Linked DNA regions of Mus musculus: region 2 is linked to region 1. The links are chromatin contacts, called in public Hi-C maps. All regions are on one chromosome and are shown on one strand. The core of a region is the stretch at or near the end of the contact, and the rest is flanking DNA. Distances in the headings are between cores, read along the strand shown.

What was found. Hi-C and Micro-C count contacts between places; a contact is called where the count stands out from the background.
Region 2: a Hi-C map of the N1E-115 cell line shows a contact between it and region 1, with 12 times the contacts expected there. The contact joins two enhancer-like sites. A contact is called at or near these places in 3 of 15 datasets of contacts at CTCF or cohesin (embryonic stem cells, large pre-B cells and pro-B cells), 35 of 484 Hi-C or Micro-C datasets (B cells, the Ba/F3 cell line, the C2C12 cell line and 21 more), 14 of 115 datasets of contacts at active chromatin or transcription factors (T-cell acute lymphoblastic leukemia, astrocytes, craniofacial prominence and 9 more) and 1 of 9 other capture datasets (embryonic stem cells).

The regions. Positions count from the first base shown.
Region 1 is chr5:117,503,162-117,508,826 of GRCm38.p6, forward strand. It overlaps Ksr2 (kinase suppressor of ras 2), which reads left to right. Exons shown (of 20, transcript NM_001312914.1): 3 at 2,328-2,478. Among named protein-coding and RNA genes, the nearest start is that of Gm42013, 22 kb to the left of the region's middle. Within about 2 kb of position 2,615, at least 17 of the 459 cell types and tissues checked have an H3K27ac peak or open chromatin away from gene starts, as enhancers often do. A contact at or near this core is called in the N1E-115 cell line, where this site is marked.
Region 2 is chr5:118,003,011-118,008,675 of GRCm38.p6, forward strand. Fbxo21 (F-box protein 21) reads left to right here. Exons shown (of 12, transcript NM_001346588.1): 12 at 5,000-5,665. The coding sequence ends at 5,187. Among named protein-coding and RNA genes, the nearest start is that of Tesc, 22 kb to the right of the region's middle. Within about 2 kb of position 3,576, at least 14 of the 459 cell types and tissues checked have an H3K27ac peak or open chromatin away from gene starts, as enhancers often do. A contact at or near this core is called in the N1E-115 cell line, where this site is marked.

The sequences.
Region 1 (5,665 bases), core at 1,365-3,864:
CCATCCACATGTATATGTACACTCACAAACTTACACAGACACCCACACGTACACATATACATACCCTGCATACATGTACTGATGCAATACATGTACTGATGCACATACATGTGCACACATCCCTTTACTTTCACACGCTCTCCTAACAGTATAAGGAAGTCTGTGTTGAGTATTGGAGACATTGTCCCAGCTGGGATTATTTTACCAAAACATGCACAAAATTCCTTTCTTTCTTTTTTTTTTTTTTTAAGATTTATTTATTTTACATGAGTACACTGTTACTCTCTTTAGAGACACCAGAAGAGGACATCGGATGTCATTACAGATGGTTGTGAGCCACCATGTGGTTGCTGGGAATTGAACTCAGGACCTCTGGAAGAGCAATCAGTGCTCCTAACCTCTGAGCCATCTCTCCAGCCCACAAAATTCCTTTCTTTGGCTCAGGTTGTTATGGCTTTCTTCACCTTTGAGCCATAAATGTGTGAGCCTAAGCATTAGGGTGATTTGACCACACACACACACACACACACACACACACACACACACACACACTTTAGGGTAATCTGACACCACACACACACACACACACACACACTTCAGGGTAAGCTAACCACACACACACACACACACACACACACACACACACACACACACACACACACACTTCAGAGTAATCTGACCACACACTACTCAGGGTATAACCACACACAAAAACACACACACTTCAGGGTAAGCTGACCACACACACACACACACACACACACACACACACACACACACACACACACACACACACTCACACACTTTGAAATCATAGCATTAAAATGTACAGTCAGGTCCTGCAGCACGAAGAAGGCTTTAGATTGTATATCTGTCCTACTGATCAACCACTGTCTACTCCACAGTCCAAAGTCACCTGAAAAAATTCAGAATTGAATCAGAATAAATTAGTCTTTATCAGGATATCCTGTGGCCACATCTGAGAGCAATGTCTTGATTGCTTAATCATGCAGGCAAGCCCAGCCCACTGTGGGTGGTGCCATCCCTAGGCAGACAGGCCTGGGCCTGGGCTGTAACAAAGAGGCAGCACCCTCAGTGGACGACTGTGACCTGGAAGTGTAAGCCCCCTAAGCCCTCCCTCCCTCCCAAGCTGCAAATGGCCAGAGTATTTTGTGAGAGCATCCGGGATCAAACTAGAACAGCCTTGTTCTAAACGTTCATCCTGCATCCCCTGTACAGAGTCCAGCTGAAGGAGGTTTACCTACACTGTGTTCTTACTTGTCTCTAGGTGACCCAGTTGCTACCTCCTGTCCCCGTCCTGACTTCACAGTCACTCTCGGGGTGTTGGCTTTGCCCTGTAGCTTTGTGTGTGTGTGTGCGTGTGTATGAAAAATGGAATTTATGAAATTTATAGACTCTGCTTTCCGTGAAATCTATATTTTATTGTAATACACAGTCATGGCCACAAGAGGGCAGAAGGAGCCCACTAAATTGCCTGTGCATCACCACTCATAGATTTATAAAACTTATTAAATAATAATATACTATGAGTGTATAAGGTCCTTGGCTACCATAGATAATACGAATGAAGGTTCTTATTGTATATGTAGAGACACTTGAAGGCTAGTAAAAATCAAAGCTTGATTGGCAGTCAGTGTTTGCAGATTTATTTATGACATTGTTTAAGGAGGGGACTCTTTGGAATCCTGCTTCTATCCCCAGCTCCTTTGTTTAGAGAGGTCCTTTTCCCTGTTCTATACTATTCCTCAGCTCATGGTGCTCAGTACTTTTCAAGATTCATTTCCAGCCTCAAGCTATCCATAGGTCTTCTTCTAGGGAAGCCAAGATCAGAGGCCAGCCAATGAAACTCGGATTTATGTCTAGCTGGCTTGTTCTGAGTCCCCTCCCCCGCACCCCCTCCTCCCGGCCAAATTCAGCTGAGGTATCTACTCCCAGAAGTATGAAACAGGGCCTGTCTCTCCCGGGTTTCAAACCTGGACTGTGAGTGCGGACTGTTGATCATGTACTGAGCGATCACCTACGCTCGGCACTTCCATTTGATAAGTGAGAACAAGGCCCAGACAAGTTAAATGATTTGTCCAAGTGGCAAGTGGGAGGAGGAGACTCAACCCCAGATTCAGCCAAGTTTTTGCATAGTGGAGCATCTTTCACTGGCTACCAGCAGAGGGCAGTGTGGACGCTCCCTGCTGGTTCCCTCTGCAGTTCTCCTGAGTGCCACAAGAGGGCGATTGAGAGACACCACTCCATTCCCTTGGGCAGGGCGCTTGGGTTCATGTCCAGCTGACTGCCTTTGTCCCCTCCTCTAGGAGATCTCCCCTGACCAGCTGAGCTTGGAGGACCTCCTGGAGATGACCGACGAGCAGGTGTGTGAGACCGTGGAGAAGTATGGAGCCAACCAGGAAGAGTGCGCCCGGCTCAACGCCTCACTCTCCTGCCTCAGGAATGTGCACAAATCAGGTGAGCAGTCCAGGCATTCGGGATTGTCCCCCCAGCTGGTCGGCCACTGTCCTTCAAGCTTCCTGTGCAGGCCAGCACGGAAGAGAATGGGCTCTGGATACCAAAGCCAGCTTTAGGGGCGGAGATGTCTGTGAGAGGTGGAAGTGGGCGGGGCTTGGACCTCGCCCCGCAGAGGATGGCTCAAAGTGGGTCCTGGATAATTACGGTTCAGATGTGGTAATCTTGGCTGTACAAGGGAGGCCGGCATCTTCCCCCCTCAGTCGTCCAGAAGTGGCTTTGTATGCTGAATATGTTCTGGTTATTTCTGTGCACAGACACTATACATTCTTTGTAACAGAAATCAGGTTGTAGCTGCTCCAGGGACCAGAAGTTGTTATTTTAGTATATTCTCTTGGCGCTTGGCACAATCCTTTCACACCAGTGAGTACATACTGCTCTTTCTCTCTCTCCCCCTTTCTCTCTGTCTCTGTCTCTCTCTCTCCATACAAGAGGTCCCAAGTTAAATTCTGTGACCTTTGCTTTATTATTTTACGATCTAAACATGTCATCATTTACCCCCCTGGCTCCGTCCAATCGCTTGCTCAAAACTGTGATGCAGGGTTAGAGCTGTGGCTCAGTTAACTGGTAGGATGCTTGCCTAGTAGACACAAGACTCCGGGTTTGATCCCCAGCACCTCATAAATGGGGTGTAGTGGGCATGCCTACAACCCCGGCCGGCACTTGGGAGGTTGAAGCAAGAGGAGCTGGAGCGCAAGATCATCCTTGGCTACACAGGGAGTTTGAAGCCAAAGTAGGATGCTGGAGACCATGTCTCAGAAGGAAACGGAAGGAAACCCATGGTGTGAGCTGCAGCCTGCTGAAGGTTGCTTCTGGGCTCTCTACAAATTGTTACAAATATCGGCCCTGTCATTTCAGTTCTCACCACAAGGTGGCGCCGTCGACCACAGGACCGGCCCAATCTGATGGCTGTTAATTCTTAACTCTGGTTAGTCAATATGCAACCCGCAATTACAATTTACGGAGTGACTGTGAATATGGCAGGAGGGCGGAGGACCCAGCAGTGAACCAGATAGAACAGGGTTCCAGCGCGCAGGCCTGATGACTTCCGCTCCATTTTAAGATCCCACGTTAAGAACAAGACAGTTGTGGTGGCTTAGGTTGGTCAATCTCAGGGCCAGGGAGGCATGACTGGCTGATACCCGAGGCCTGCTGGTCAGGGAGCCCTGCCTACCCAGCCAGTTCCAGTTTGCGAGAGACTCAGTCTCAAAATACAAAACAAAACAAAAGAAAACCCCAAACTGAAAATCCCACAAACAAATAAGGTGGATAGCATGGAAGGGGTTGGCCGAGGTCCACTCTGGTCTCCACACGGACGTACAGACATGAACATGTATGTGTGCCGCCCTCCAAACTGCACCAAATCCCAGTGTGATCCCAGGAATAGTTTCCTGCCTAGCAGTCTGCTTCTCCGCGTGGCTCCTTGTGGCTGTGTTCTAGCCCCGCTCCTCTACCCTGGCTCCTGCTCTGGATGCTTCCCCTGTCTCCTGTTTTCCTCCAGTCCTGAGAGAACTGCTGTCTTAAGAGAGCGCATCTCTAGGATGTCACAGGAGGAGATGTTCGCGATGATGGATGTTGCTTCCTGGAGAGTTCCCTCTGGATTGCTGTTTCCTTATCTCTCTGAGGGCCAGATGGCTTCTCAATCGGGTGTCTGCTCCCCCCTCCCCCTCCCCCTCCCCCTCCCCCTCCCCCTCCCCCTCCCCCTCCCCCTCCCCCTCCCCCTCCCCCTCCCCCTCCCCCTCCTTCTCCTTCTCCTTCTCCTTCTCCTTCTCCTTCTCCTTCTCCTTCTCCTTCTCCTTCTCCTTCTCCTTCTTCTTCTTCTTCTTCTTCTTCTTCTTCTTCTTCTTGTTGACAGGGTTTCTCTGTGTAGCCCTGGCTGTCCTGGAACTCACTCTGTAGACCAGGCTGGCCTCAAACTCAGAAATTCACCTGCCTCTGCCTCCCAAGTGCTGGGATTAAAGGTGTGTGCCTCCACCGCCCGGCAACCAGATGTCTTCTTGTGCATGGTTTTGACACAGCTGTGCAGGAACAGATCTGAGTTACACTCCACCCTTGCCCCTCCCCCCCATGCATGCACACACATGCACATGTGTAGAATGTGTTCAGTGTCGTGTTTCCTGATACAGGACCCAGCCTGGCGGGCATGGAGGGGAGGTGGGTATTTCAGATTCATTCCTGTTGTATTCTATAGTGTCGCCATTTGTATATGTGTGATGCTGGTGACTGTACCCAGAGCCTTGGCCGTGCCAGGCAAGTGTTCTACCACCGAGTCACAACCTCATTGTATTCTGTCCTCTATACCAAATGCTGGCCATGACCTGATACTCACACAGGACACTTCGGGGTTGTGATCTGTGGCCTGAAAAGCTAAAAGTCTACGGGTTGGAGGGATAGCTGAGGGTCCAGTGTACTGACTGCTCTTGCAGAGGATCCTAGTTTGCTTCCCAGTACCCACTTGGTGACTCACAACTGCCCGTAACTCCAGTTCCGGGGGTTCTGATGTTTTGTTCTGGCCTCTATAAATGCCTATATGGATACACATATGTATCAGAAACTCAGAGAAAGAAGGGGGTGGGGCATGCGTGCACGTGCACACACACAGTCCAAAATACACATTTTACACCTTTAGTCCCAGCACTTGAGAGGGCGAAGCAGGTGGATCTCTTGAGTTTGAGGCCAGCCTGGTCTACCTAGCAAGTTCAGAATAGCCAGGGCTACCTAGTGAGACTCTGTTTCAAGCCAACTAAACAACAAATCTAATCTTAAGAAAAGAAAAAAAACAAAACAAAACACTAGCGATGTTGGTCATGCTGCTAGATCTACGCCATCTCAGGTCCTTCTGAAGTTCCCATGGCAACAGCTTGCTATTTCCCACTTCTCATGAGTCAGGACTTGGATTCGGAACACCAGTGGCTATGGCTGTTGCTGCTTTGCAAGACCCCCGTGGCACACAGGGCCAAGGTTGGTGCCACTCCTTTTGGGGAATGATGATCACCCCTCTGGTTTCCTTGCCACCAGCCCTTCCTTCTGTGGTACCCGCAGGTAGCTATGTCACAACATTGTGGGCTTTTGCCTATCACTGGGCACCCTCTGTTATCTGCTCCAGGGGGTGTGTGTTAATATCCAGTAC
Region 2 (5,665 bases), core at 2,326-4,825, 500 kb after region 1:
CATTTGCCTGATGCACTTGATAAACCGAGGACTGAACTTTAGATGTTCTGAATAGCTCAAGCCAGCAGTCTACGGAAAAAGGAAGTGTGTGGCCCACTGACCCAGTGCCACACAGTGGCAAGTGCCTGTAATTGTGTTGGTTTCCAGTGGCCTTCCTGTCAGCCCAGAGTGTGGCCTCTCCCAAGGGCTGCTATTGCTGGCTGTGGGGTGCAGGGGTGGCAAGGGACTCTTCCTGTAGCCACACTCAGGCATCACTCACCTTCCTGGGCTAACCTGTCCCTGCGACCTGTGAACTGTTGATTTATGTGCTGGGCTTCCAGCCTGGGTTCTCTACCCCATGATCCTAAGTGTCTGCTCACATTCCACCCTGCCTGCGCCTGCCGACACACTCCGCACGGTGCTGTTTGCTGCCAGCGGGCTCCTCATCTGGATGTGTTTGTCACTGAACAGGGATGTGGACTTTTTGCCAGCGATCGTAGGAGCGTTATAGAATCCTGCTTCGCAGCTAACTAGAGCTGCAGCAGCACTAAACCACATGGCTAACAGCCCATGTTCCATCAGCTTCCTCATTGCCCAGTGGTCACAGGGCAGCCCTGCACAGTGTGACAGGCTCAGCCACGTAGTTCCGCTATGGCTCCCTCCCTCTGCAGAGCCTGGCATTATAGCACAGCTTCTCTCTTCAATCTCTGCTGCACCAGGACTTGAATTTTTTTTTTGTTTTAGGCATCTAGGCATTGGTTGCCCAGGCTGTCTGACCTTCTAGCTTGGCTCACTGTCTCTTTACCTCTGCTTTCTCTGTGACCTGGCAGTGAAGTCTGAGGCCTGACTGCATGGCCATCACTACCCCACAGGCCACCCCACCCAGAGGAGCGGGGATCATGGCCCACACCAGGTGGTGTTGGGTTTGACCCTAGGTAACTCGGCTTCTGTCATTAGCAGGGAGTCATACTGTGTCCTGTGAGTGTCATTCCCCAGAGACCTACGACACTGCGGTTTGCCCTAGCACTTGGTCCAGGCTGACGCAGGAGTAATGTGCTTGAGGCAGGCGTGCCTGCTGCATCTGCTCAGTGACAGGAGAGGCTTCTCCCTGGGCCGCTCCCCACCCCCGCTCCCCGCCAGGAGCCTGCTTCTTACTCCAGTGTGTCATGGTCTCTGAGGACAGTTGGGTGCTCACAGCCCATGGCCATAGGATGGAGACCTTGCTAGATTTTAAATTTTTTTTAGAGAAAATTACTGTTTTTGTGTGTGTGTGTGTGTGTGTGTGCGTGCGCGCGTACACACATGCCATGAGCATGGGGTGTACACACATCCCAAGCATGTGCTGGAGGCTGAGCCAGCGTTAAGGAGCTGGCTCTCCTCCCCCTTTGTGTGGGTCCTGTGTACACAGCTCGTGCTTTTACCCACCGAGCCAACTCAATGGTCTGAGCAGCAACATGTTTTAAAAGACTTTATTTTGCTTTAAATTATGTGCCTGTGGGGGGGTGGGGGAATGGTTAGTGCAATGCCTGCAGAGACAAGAGGTGTTGGTCCTTTGGAGCTGGAGTGATTGGGGGTGTGAGCCGCCCACACAGATGCTGAAGCCCGACTTGGGCCCTACCCACTGGGCTCTCAGTAGCCAGCGCCCTACATTTTGAAACTGCTCCCTTCAGCTTCCCTTTGAGCGTCTCTGCGTTAGTTCATTTGTATTGTGTGTTTTAGTTCAGATCTAATTGTCAGTGAGTCTAGTTTCCTGAGTAGCGAAATGACTTTCTAGTCCTTAGCCCTCCAAAGCATGCGTGGCAGACCCCCTGCTGCCACCAGGGGGAGCACTGCACACACTCTGTTGGCTCCTGTCCTTCACTCTATGGAGGTGTGCCTTTCTGGGGGGGTGGGGAATGGGGATGGTCCCCCCCAGGCAGGCAGGCGATGTCTCATCTGTTACCTAAGGGCCCTTGGTGAGGCTTTGAGCGCAGGAGCCGTAGCTGGATGGCAGGTCCTTCCATAGCTCCTGACATTTCCTAGGCTGCTCTTCCACTGCAGCCTCACACCGTCCACTCCTGCTGGCACGTGTGGTGCCAGGGTGAGGACCCCCGAAGTGGGAGTGAGGGGTATAAAGTGACAGTTGGTTATGTTCGGGGCCATTTGGCCTTCTCTTGTTTAGATTCTGTGTGGTGAGGTGGGCACAGACTGTGGCATGCAGGAAGAGATGAGAAGGGGGCTTGTGGGAGTCGGCTCCCCCCACTGTATGGGTCCTGGGGGGCAAACTGAGGTCTTAGGGTGTCTACAAGTGCCTTTGCCCGCTGAGTCATTTCAGTGGCCTGGCATTGTCTTTTAGGGATAAAATATCAAGCGTTCACTCTTCTGGTGGCTCCACCCCACAACCCTTTGACTAGAGACATCCACACTTAGTACCGAGAGAGGTCTGTGGCCTCTGTTCAAACAGTGGAGTGGAGATAAATGCGTACTGTGCATTTGGTATAGATGGCAAGTTGAGTACTAGACTCCAGGGTGTGCAGGATGTGCTGGCCGCTGTCCCCCAGAGAGGGCGGGGCCAGGCTAGGCGCCCATAGAGGGCTCCTGTGGTGTCTCTTGCGCGCCTGTCCATGGAGTTTAAGGAAACACGTTTCTCCCGAGAGCCGCAGCGTTGTGCTGCTTAGAAGCATATCAGGTGACAGGTTACCTCCAGATGCATGGCCTCTGTCCTGCTTGCTGTCTTCTCTCCTGGGAGATGCTTGTTGTAGGCTCTGTGCTTAGGGGTGAACAGCTGTGATCCCCACACTTGGGAGGCAGGAGGAGCATTAGTGTGAAGCCAGCCTGGGCACCTTAGTCTCAGAGTAAACATAACATCAGGCTGGGCAGCCTGGGGGTAGAGCACTCACCTAGCGAGCACAAGCCCAGGTTCAGTTCCTCAGCACCACAACTGGCCAAGGGCCAGCAGGTCAGGGCACTGAGCCCAGCTGGAGATGGCCCAGGCAGCCCAGAGCTCCCAGGTTCTGCCCACTGTCTTGCCTCAGCTTTCCAGAGTAGCCTCTTACTAGAAGCCATGTTCAGAAGCCTGCAATAGCTACCCAGCCATGTTGTCCCCACAAAGCTGTTCCCCCTCTCCCCACAGGCATTCAGAGGCTAGAACTCCCTGCACAGGCCACTGCTTAGCACCCAGAGAGGGTGCCCCCATGGGTGGGGCTGTGCGGCACAGGAGCTCCTGTGAGCAGGCTGTCTCCTGAGCAGATGAGCAGTGGACAAGGAAACAAACTCCCAGTGCTGGGACCTGTACCCTGTGGACGCTCAGCAGTGCCCCTGAACTCCCCCCACTGCAGTCCAGAGCAGCTCCGGAGCTAACCACAGAAATGCCTTCAGACTTTTAGGGTTAGCCTCCCGTCGACCCCCACTGCACTAAACAGGTCAGCCTCAAAGGAGAATCGAATTCCCTCTAAAATTGAATTGGTTTCTGTCACCTGTCCTGCCTGCAGTGGCAGATACGCTTCATGAGAGCAAGGGCCTTCACTTGAGGTGCACTGTGGGGCATGAGTCCTCTGCGGCTGGCCTGCAGTAGTTCTGTGAAACAGTTGCCAAGGGTGCCCTAGTGTTACAACCTTTAGAAGTGTGAGCATGGAGACGCTGACATGGCTGCCCACCCCGCCACCCCTGGCATTACACTGCGGGGTCTGACCCAGCCAGAGCCCTCAGCAGTCTCTCCCATGGGGTGGGACCAAGATGATAGTGCACTGAGGCTGCCACGGGGCCTGACCAGAGTAAGCCCCAGGTTCAAAAGTGCCCTGCAGCCTAGAAGTGCTAGGCCTCCTGGCATTTCCTCTGGTGGACACTGTCTCTGACCCTGCGCCCTCCCTCCTGCTCTGCAATCAGCCTCCTGCCTCCACACTAGGGTCTTGGTGTGTTGCTGCTCTCCTGACCGTGTGACTTCACAGCGTGTGTCCCTAACCCAGTCTAAAGATGCTGCCCCAACAGTTTCCCCAGGTCCTCCAGATTTGTGGCTAAAGGCAAACAGATGGTTGGCCACACTCTACCTCACAGAGACAAGCACAGGGACAGCCCTGGCTCTAGGCCTCTGGGAGTGTCTGGGTTGGGCTGTGTGCTGTGTGTTGTGTGCTGTGTGCTGCTTGTGTGCTGTGTGTTGTGTGTTGTGTGCTGTGTGCTGCTTGTGTGCTGTGTGCTGTGTGTTGTGTGCTGTATGTTGTGTGCTGTGTGCTGCTTGTGTGCTGTGTGTTGTGTGCTGTGTGCTGCTTGTGTGCTCTGGACCCACTTAACATAATTCTAGAGCAGAGTTGTGCCTGTGCCCCAGCCTAGGAACAAGTCCTGGGGCTTCTGTGTGGTCAGCTCCTCTCTTGCTAGGACTTTGGCAGCCGTGGGGCCTTGTGGTCCCCTGTCCTCTGAGGCTGGGCCAGGAGGAGGCTTTGCTCTTTTCCATGTGGTGCCTAGAATCTGTTCCTCCTTTTGTCAAAGTCAAGATATGAAGGGCGTAGGCAGGCTCTCCTAGGGACCAGGCAGGGTGTGAGTGCAGCTGCAGCCACCACCTCACCTAGGAGGTGCAGCCACAAGGGTGGGACTCAGTTGGAGAATGGTTGCTGTGTGGCAGGGGCTCTTCTCTGGATAGGGTGGCAGGTTAGAGACTCAGGACCATGAGGTTCTGACACCTGGGCAACGGCGGGATGTGCAGGGGAGGATCGTGTACCCTGCCTCCAGCTAAGGGAGATGCTAAGCCAGATGAGAGGTGCAAAGAGTACCCCAAAGGTGCCACTGAGAATCTCAGAGAATAGAGAGGGATGTCTTCTGAGCAGAGCCACAGGAAGGAGACCTGTGCCACTGTTGCTCCCTCCCCTTACCTCCCACCTCCGCCTTTTCCTCTTGAGTAATACCTGTAATACCAGACCATCCATCCCTGCTGGTAACTTTTGCTCTGTTTCAAAAGCACCCCTGGAAGGGACATCAGGAGGGTTTCAGCAGAGAGCCATTGTGGAAAGCGAAATGCTAACAGCAGTGTCTGCCGCCTCTTTGCCAACAGAAAACCTGGAATACAACGTGGAGCCTCAGGAAATCTCGCACCCAGATGTGGGGCGCTACTTCTCGGAGTTCACAGGCACACACTACATCCCAAATGCAGAGCTGGAGATCCGGTACCCCGAGGACCTGGAGTTTGTGTACGAGACAGTGCAGAATATTTACAGTGCAAAGGAGGACACAGCCGAGTAAACTCAGGGGGTGTCACATCTGTGCTGCTGCTGCTGCTGCTGCTGCTACCTTCTAGGGGACCAGGATTCCTGAAGGACGTGTGCTGCCCCTGGAGTCAGCACAGGACAGCCACTTCACCAGCAGCCTGGCTGCCTCCCCACTTTAGATGGTGTGCGCTCCTCCAGCCACAGACAGCGTTGCTCTCCGCTACACTAGTGAATCAGTTGAAAGGCACCGTGTCCCGTGGCATGGCTCGTGTGCTTGTCCCGTGGTGACAGTGTGTGACATTCTGTCCTCTCACCCCCTTCCCATCCCTGTCTCCATCTACCTTGTGTCAGTCTCTCCCGCTGGACAGTCAGTCGGGGCCATATTTCCTCATCTCTGGAACAAGGTCGCTGAGTCAGGCCTGCCGCCCTCTGCCTTCCGTTAGATTGTACTTGGAGAAGGGCATGGAGGTGGGAGTCAGAATGATCACGGTTCAGGTTTTGCTAATACAGAA